2 separate regions of the Pan troglodytes genome follow, and region 2 is linked to region 1. The links are chromatin contacts, called in public Hi-C maps. All regions are on one chromosome and are shown on one strand. Each heading gives the region's core, a stretch centred on a gene start, on an enhancer-like site or on the middle of the called end of the contact. The rest is flanking DNA. Distances are from core to core; before and after follow the strand shown.

Region 1 (3,650 bases), core at 819-3,318:
GGGATGAAGCTGAGCCGTGCACCTCTGCCAGATCCCCAGGGCCTTGCAAGACAAATTAAGGATTTGGGGTTTTATTCCAAAAGTCATGGGGAGAGCCTCTGAAGGGTTTTAAGCAGGAAAGTCACAAGAGTGGATCTGAATTCTCGAAAGACCACTCGGGCAGCAGTACCCATGAGAACTGGAGGTAGGGAGGCTGCTTAGGAGCCTGCTGCAGTAATCCTGGGGAGGAAAACAGGACAGTCAGTTTAGTTGAGCATTGCCATAGACTGTGACTACACAAGGGTGGGCCTGAAGCTGGGTGGTAGTGGAGGCTTGAGAGGACCCTGGACAATAGAGGGAGAAGAAATTTCAGTTGGCTAGGGCAATGCACACGGCAGTGCCAATGAGGACAGAGCAGAGGAACTGGCAAGACAGTGAGAGGATAGAAGGTTCTGAGAACTGTCTGTTCTGTAGCAGTTAGGACTCCTTCCCTCAAAAGCCACAGAAGCCGGGTGCGGTGGCTCACGCCTGTAATCCCAGCACTTTGGAAGGCCCAGGTGGGCAGATCACCTGAGGTCAGGAGTTCGAGACCAGCCTGGCCAACATGGTGAAACCCCATCTCTACTAAAAGTACAAAAATTAGCTGGATGTGGTGGCGCATGCCTATAATTCCAGCTACTCAGGAGGCTGAGGCAGGAGAATTGCTTGAACCCAGGAGGTGGAGGTTGCAGTGAGCTGAGATTGTACTACTGCACTCCAGCCTGGGTGACAGAGTGAGACTCTATGCCAAAAAAAAAAAAAAAAAAAAAGTGACAGAAACTCAACTTGATTTACCTCTGCAGAAAAGTGATATGTTGGTTTACCTAACAGGAATGAAGCTGATCAGGCTTGGGCCTGACTGGATTCAGGGAGTCAAGCAATGCCCTCTGTCCCCGTCTCCCATTTTTGCTTGTCACTTTGGTTTCATTTTTTTTTCATGACCTCCTGGCAACCCCAGATTCAATCCTTCCACCTCTGTGGCCCAACAGGCAAGAGGGTCTTCCTGTTTGTATCAATTACAAGCATCCCAGGGAAACACTGGTTAGCCTACCTTTAGTCAGGCGCCTACACTGTATTAAGGGGTTGGGGGGTCTCTTAGCAGGGGTCAGGGGGTTTGCTAGGAGAAGAGAAGCCATAGTTAAAGCCTCTCTAATTCATCTGGTATGAACTGTTTGTATTAAAATTTTTTTCTATTAGTATACATAGATATAAAATGTATGGATTCTGTTGCATGTATTATGATTTTTTTAAAGTTCTTTTTTTTTTTTTTTTTTTACCTTTTTGTGTTTTCACATACAGGGGGTTTTAAGTTTTTCACTAATGGAAAAAATGGATTGTTTTCATTTATTACTTCTTCTAGCACTTCTATGATTAGTCCTGGTTAATTGTAAATTTAGGTCCTTACTCATACACCCTCTTCCATACCCCTCTGCAACCTCTTCCCATCAGAAGTCAGAGTAAATGAAGGGAAGTCAATATTTTAACAGTGTACCCCTTCATCTTCTTGGCTTTTTAACTAATACAAGAGTCATCTCTGTTGTGCTATAATTATTTTACAATGTGGAGCCAGTCACTAGATTTCTATACACAATCTGAACAGTCAATAATCAAATCTGGCATTGTTCTATTTCTGAGGTACTTTTAGTCCAAGGCTGCTAGGAAGAGACTGGTTGTAGCTAGAATTTGGGTTAAAAATGTTCTTCAAAATTGAAATACGGTATTTAGCAATAGAGACTAAGTGCCATTCTTTTTTTCTCCCTTCTTTCCTTTTTGAGAAATGTACTGCTAGAAATATCTTCATTCTAAACTCTGCAAACAGAATTGATCCTGTAGTCCTTTAAAGTGGTGTGTTGAGCCCCGAGTTTCTTCATTTGCATATCTTTTCAGCCTTTTAGAAGCTTTCTTAAAAACTCCCATACTTTCTTTCTTCACACTTGCCCTCAAATTTGGTGTGCATTCCCCTAAGACACGCGAGCTGAGCTCGTCCTGTGGATGCGGGATAGTGACAGGACTGGGCCCTCCGCAGCCCGACAGGGACAGCTGCTGGTCAGGGAGAAAGAGTGAGAACAAATGAGCCACATCCCCTGCTGCTCTTACGGCTCTTCCCTCTGAGGCTCTTTCACTAGGAGGCTTTCAAATTAAGGGTTCATTAAAGATATAATAAGCACATTCTCTCCATTCTTTTTCACGCCCTAGGTCCTGCTAGTCAAGTCAGTCTTAAGAGCCAGTTTCCTTTTGCCCTTATTCCTTGCCTCTCCACTTAAGTGAAAATCTTTTCCTACTTGAGTAAAAGGCAAAGAAAAAAAAAGTTAAAGAACATGATTAGGAGCTTTAATGAATCATATAGGTCTAAATGTAAAGTGGTTCCTGTCTTTCCAATGAGATCCTCAGAAATGTGTCTTGGCAAACATAAATACATAATCCTTTAGGGATGTGGTTGAAACCTTCAGCTGACTACTTATATGGTTTGTTAATTCAGTGACATATATATTTAAGTTCACATATTATGTGAAAATCATATTTAGAAGTATTACTTTTTCCATACGCACATTTCATGAAACAATTTAAACTTTTCAGATGCATCTGACATCAGAGTTTTCACAATCACTTAGAATCACAAAATGTTTGAGTCTTCCGATGTTTCCAAGGTATATATTATCTTCACTTCTTTTTTTTGTTTTGGTTTGAGACGGAGTCTTGCTCCGTTACCCAGGCTGGAGTGCAGTGGCGTGATCTCAGCTCACGGCAATCTCCACCTCCTGAGTTCAAGCGATTCTCCTGTATCAGCCTCCCGAGTAGCTGGGATTACAGGCGTGTACCACCACGCCCAGCTAATTTTTGTATTTTTTTTTTCTTTTAGTAGAGATGGGGTTTCGCCATGTTGGCTAGGCTGGTCTCGAACTCCTGACCTCAGGTGATCTGCCTGCCTCGGCCTCCCAAAGTGCTGGGATTACAGGCATGAGCCATGGTGCCCGGCCTATCTTCATTTCTACTTTGAAGTAAAAGGCAGTTTGAATTTTTTATTTATTTTATTTTTAATTTTTTAAAGATTTCAACTTTTAATTTATATTCAGGGGGTACATGTGAAGGTTTGTACCAAGGATATATTGCTTGATGCTGAGGTTTGGGGTATGAATGAACCTGTCATCCAGGTTGAATTTTTAATTCCAGGCCACCAATACTCCACATTATTCACCACTTATCATATTATTTTTTCAAAGTAACTGTTAACGCTTTTCCTGTGTAGAAAAAAAAAGTGAAGCTCGCTGCCAGCACTTATTTAATTTTACGTAAACATGCTCTTTGAGGCTGAAGCAAATCTGACTTTCAATGTGAAAATAAAATACACAAACCGTTTTTGGAGTTATTTCTAAACAAAACTAACATCAGAATTGTCTGAATCATCAGAAACGTCTATTTCGGAAAAATCGGATTCATCAAATGAATCTTCGGCCAAGAACTCTTCGAGAATGATGTTAACATCACGCGTAGGAATGTTACGTTTTCTAGGACTTGACATTTTAAGTGATTGAGAATTACTGTATTTTGTAAATGGAAATACCACTACTAAAAACAGAATGGTATGAATAGAATGATGTCTTTTGTTTCCAAAGTCGATATACTAGAGTGAT
Region 2 (3,644 bases), core at 774-3,273, 190 kb after region 1:
TCACTGGTACTTCCTACTTTGTAAGTAGCAAAACAAAAATAGGTGATCCAATCCAAATTAATTTCCATGTCTGACAATTGCATTTCCAAACAGCCAACGTGGAACATGTTCTATTGATCCTACAATCCAGCTCTAGACAATATGAAAAAGGGGGGAAAACTCCAAATTCAGCATCTTGAACTTAAAAGACCCTTCAGAAACATCACCTTCTCCCCACAACAGTGCTGAAGTAGCTCAGGCCCACTCCACCTATGTTTGTTTCTATCCTGGTACATTCCAATTCTATCAAATCAAAAGGTTATTCCTATTAGGCAGAAGCTGAACCCATCCCCTTGAATAGGGAGGTGTTCATTACATCTGTCTGTGTAATGAACTTGTCATTTCCCCAAACGGTCTGGACAGTCTCCTACAAAAAAAAAAAAAAAAAAAAAAAAAGAAAGAAAGAAATACTCCATGGAATCTATGGTGTGTCAGTCCCCTTCCTAACATCTGAGTCAGACTACGTGTGTCTTTACTGAGGTTCTGGGTGCCCAGGGTGTATCACTTTCAGAGTTGCTTCAGTAACTGAACTATGGCTGTCTTCCAGCCACGGACAACACAAGCACTATCTATTTTAAAACAATTTTCCTAACCCACCGGCAATGGAAGAGATCCCATAGGTCACCGACTTCCTATTGAAAACAAATTATTTCTCTCTCAAACTGCTTGCCGTCTCTCAGAATTAATGCGTGTTTATGTGTGCATATTTTTATCTTTGGCCATGCAACTCTTGGAGCAAAGAGGACCACCCCAAATTTTACCGACATGCCTGAGCCATTCAGAGCTTTAGAAGAGAAATAAGCCCAGGACTTCTCTCACACAAACAGTAAGTGGAAAGGAAAAAACAAAAACAAAAACAAAAACTAACCCTCCGTAGAGGGAGGGAGCAGGGTGGATGATAGGGAAAGGACATTAACCAGCAGACCAAAGGCAGCCTCGGCGGCGGCACTTCGCGAACTGCCTGCAGAGGAGAGTGAAATCTGTTTCGTGTACAATAACCAAGCACCCTCTGACTGCCTCGCATGGGCACGAATAATAAATACACCGAGGTGGGCAAACAGATGCAACGAAACAAGCCACCCCAAAAAGGTCAAAACTTCAGAAATCCCGGGGGTCAAACCACCCACACAAACACATCAATCAGTCGGAGCGGGAGAAGGGACTTGGATACTTAGCAAAGGATCCTAAATTGTGTTTTTCCTTTCAAGCTCTGGCTTGCAAAGTACGGTGGCTACATGCAAAGCTAGAGGAGAGCAGGAAGGCTGAGGGCGGCAGGGTGCGGGTGGGAAGGAAGGGGTGTCTAACACCAGCCACCCAGGCCTCGATGTGACGAAAGTCGTCAGCAGCCCCGACCACATCCCAGCCCCTCCGCCCAGGCCGGCAGACGCCCCTCGCGGCTCCCCCACCCCAGCTTCCGTCCCTGGCAGCAACCCCGCCAGCCCCGCACCAGCAGCAGCCCCGGCCCGGGCCCCGCGCAGGCAGCGCCACGACCGCGGCTCCCATCCCTTCCGTGCGGCAGACACCCCGCAGGCCTCCCTCCCTGCCCACCCGGGGATGCCCGGGTAGCCGAGCCGGGGCGGGCTGCACCGCCAGCTCCCCCCGCCCCAGAGCAGGCAATGGCTCACACTTACCTTGGGCGTTCGCGGGGGGGCTGAAGGTGGCAAGCCTCCCGCCCCCCGCCCCTGTCCTCCTCGTCTTTTTTCTTCCTCCCTCCTCCTCTTCTTCCTCCTCCTTCCCACAGTGTGTCCGGGGCTCCCCCTCCTCCCCGCCGCTTGGAGTAAGAACCCAAAACCCCGAAGCCGGGCCCGCGTGCAAGCGTGCGGGAGGCGGCGGCGCGCGGCCAGCTCTCCAGTAACTGAGCGCGGCGCGCAGCTCCCAACTAAAGTGTGAAAGAAGCAGCGGCCGCGGCGGCCGCGGCACGGAACGTCCCCCCGGGAGTGGGCAGGGAGCGAGCGGGAGCTTGCGAGGAGCGAGCGAGGGAGAGGAGCTCCTCGCTCAGTCACTCACTCGAGGGGCGGGGGCAGCAGACACTCCCCCACCGCCGGCCCCTCCCCGAGCCTAGCTCCAGCGCGCGCCTGGCTCTCCTCCCCGGGGCGGGGCCTGCGGAGGCCGCCGGGGCGCAGCGCGCTGGGGAGCGGGTTGGGGGCTGCTAGGGCTGCGGGGCGGGAAGGAGGTGGCAGTGTGTGTGTGTGTGTGTGTGTGGGCAGGTGTGTGTGTGTGTGTACGTGTGTGTGTGCGCGCGCCCTGCAGCGGCCGGCCAGCCGGAGGGAAGACCCCGGCGGGAAGACTGCGTCCCGTCCGGCCTTCCCGGGCCTGTCACTTGGGCCGTGGCGTGGGAGCGGCGAGGCTGCTCGGGGGGCAGCCGGGTGGGCCCAGCTCTAGGGGAGATTCGGGTCAGCCCCTGAGCCCAGCCTCCCGGCCGTGCCTGCTGGAAGCAGACGGAGGGAAGGCCGGGCGTCTTTGGCCCACCGCGCGGCCGCTCCCCTCCCGGGCCAGGCTGAACGGGCGGGCGCAGCCCAGAGGCCCGGGCCCTGCCACCGATCCGCCTCCATACTGACCCGAGCTGCGGCGCCTGCAAGATTAATGAAGCATCCGCGATTCGGTAGAGGCGGCACGGGGAGGAAAGACACAAGATCGTGCTGCGCCCCTCTCCCCACCCTTCTCAGCCTCCTAGGACCTAAAGGCGTAGGCTGCGTCTGCTGGGCGCGTCCGGAGTGGTCCAGAGAGATCGCCATCCACCACTGCATCCGTCCAGTTCTTTGTGGACCCTCACAGAAGCTCGATCAATTTCCCACCCTCTGGAAAAGGGTATTTTTCTCTTCCCTGGCATATTGGGTGTTTCTTGTGTGCACCTAATTGATCTTTTTCCATTGATAGCCTTTGGATGTCTTTTGTGCGGCTTCCCCGCGCTTCACTGCTCCCTCATTGCCTTAGACACGCGAGGAATGTCAGGCCCCCAGAGTGAGAACACCCAAGAAAACAATAGGGGCAAAAGATCCTCCCTGGGCCTCGCGGATTATGCACAAACCAGATCATTTCCCACATTCGGCCAGGGTGAAGATGGAAAATGGAAAAGAACGCCATCAGAGCGGTGACACTGACGAGAAAAGCCAATTCATAATTTAGTTTAATGAAATGAGTTAGTAATCAACCACTAATGTCTAGGAAATTGGCCTTTTTTGAAAACTGGTTTTCCCTTTCTCCACCCTTTTTTTTTTTTTTTCAAATTAAAAGACTAGTATCCCACTGTTGTTGTTTTAACTTTTATTGTTTTCAGGGATGGGGTCTGCTGCCAAGGCTGGATTCGAACTCCTGAACCCAAGAGATCCTCCTCAAGGGATCTTCCCCATCTCAGCGTCCCAAGTAGCTGGGACTACAGGCCAATTCCACCGCACCCTGCCTAACATCACATTGTTCAGGAACCTCAACTTACATTCCATTTTTACAAAATATCCATATTCTGGTTCATACTTCTCCTTGGAGCCCAAATTTTTTGTAGTCTAGCCTCTTGGAAAGGAGCGGTTAAGAAGGGAGGGTAGACAAATTGAGATTTCAATCAGGGGCAGCCAGCCCCATCCCTTGCACCACTGGTGACTTGTTTCATT

The links. Hi-C and Micro-C count contacts between places; a contact is called where the count stands out from the background.
Region 2: a contact with region 1 is called in a Hi-C map of stem cell-derived neural progenitor cells, with 2.2 times the contacts expected there. The contact joins the promoter of C1H1orf21 here to the enhancer-like site in region 1. A contact is called at or near these places in 1 of 7 Hi-C or Micro-C datasets (stem cell-derived neural progenitor cells) and 1 of 1 datasets of contacts at active chromatin or transcription factors (stem cell-derived excitatory neurons).

Annotation. Positions count from the first base shown.
Region 1 is chr1:64,520,478-64,524,127 of NHGRI_mPanTro3-v2.0_pri, forward strand. The region is part of intron 3 of C1H1orf21 (chromosome 1 C1orf21 homolog); the gene reads right to left. It also overlaps the pseudogene LOC107969548. Among named protein-coding and RNA genes, the nearest start is that of EDEM3, 180 kb to the left of the region's middle. Within about 2 kb of position 2,069, at least 3 of the 24 cell types and tissues checked have an H3K27ac peak or open chromatin away from gene starts, as enhancers often do. A contact at or near this core is called in stem cell-derived neural progenitor cells, where this site is marked.
Region 2 is chr1:64,708,139-64,711,782 of NHGRI_mPanTro3-v2.0_pri, forward strand. C1H1orf21 (chromosome 1 C1orf21 homolog) reads right to left here and starts at 2,024. Exons shown (of 6, transcript NM_001242610.4): 1 at 1,671-2,024.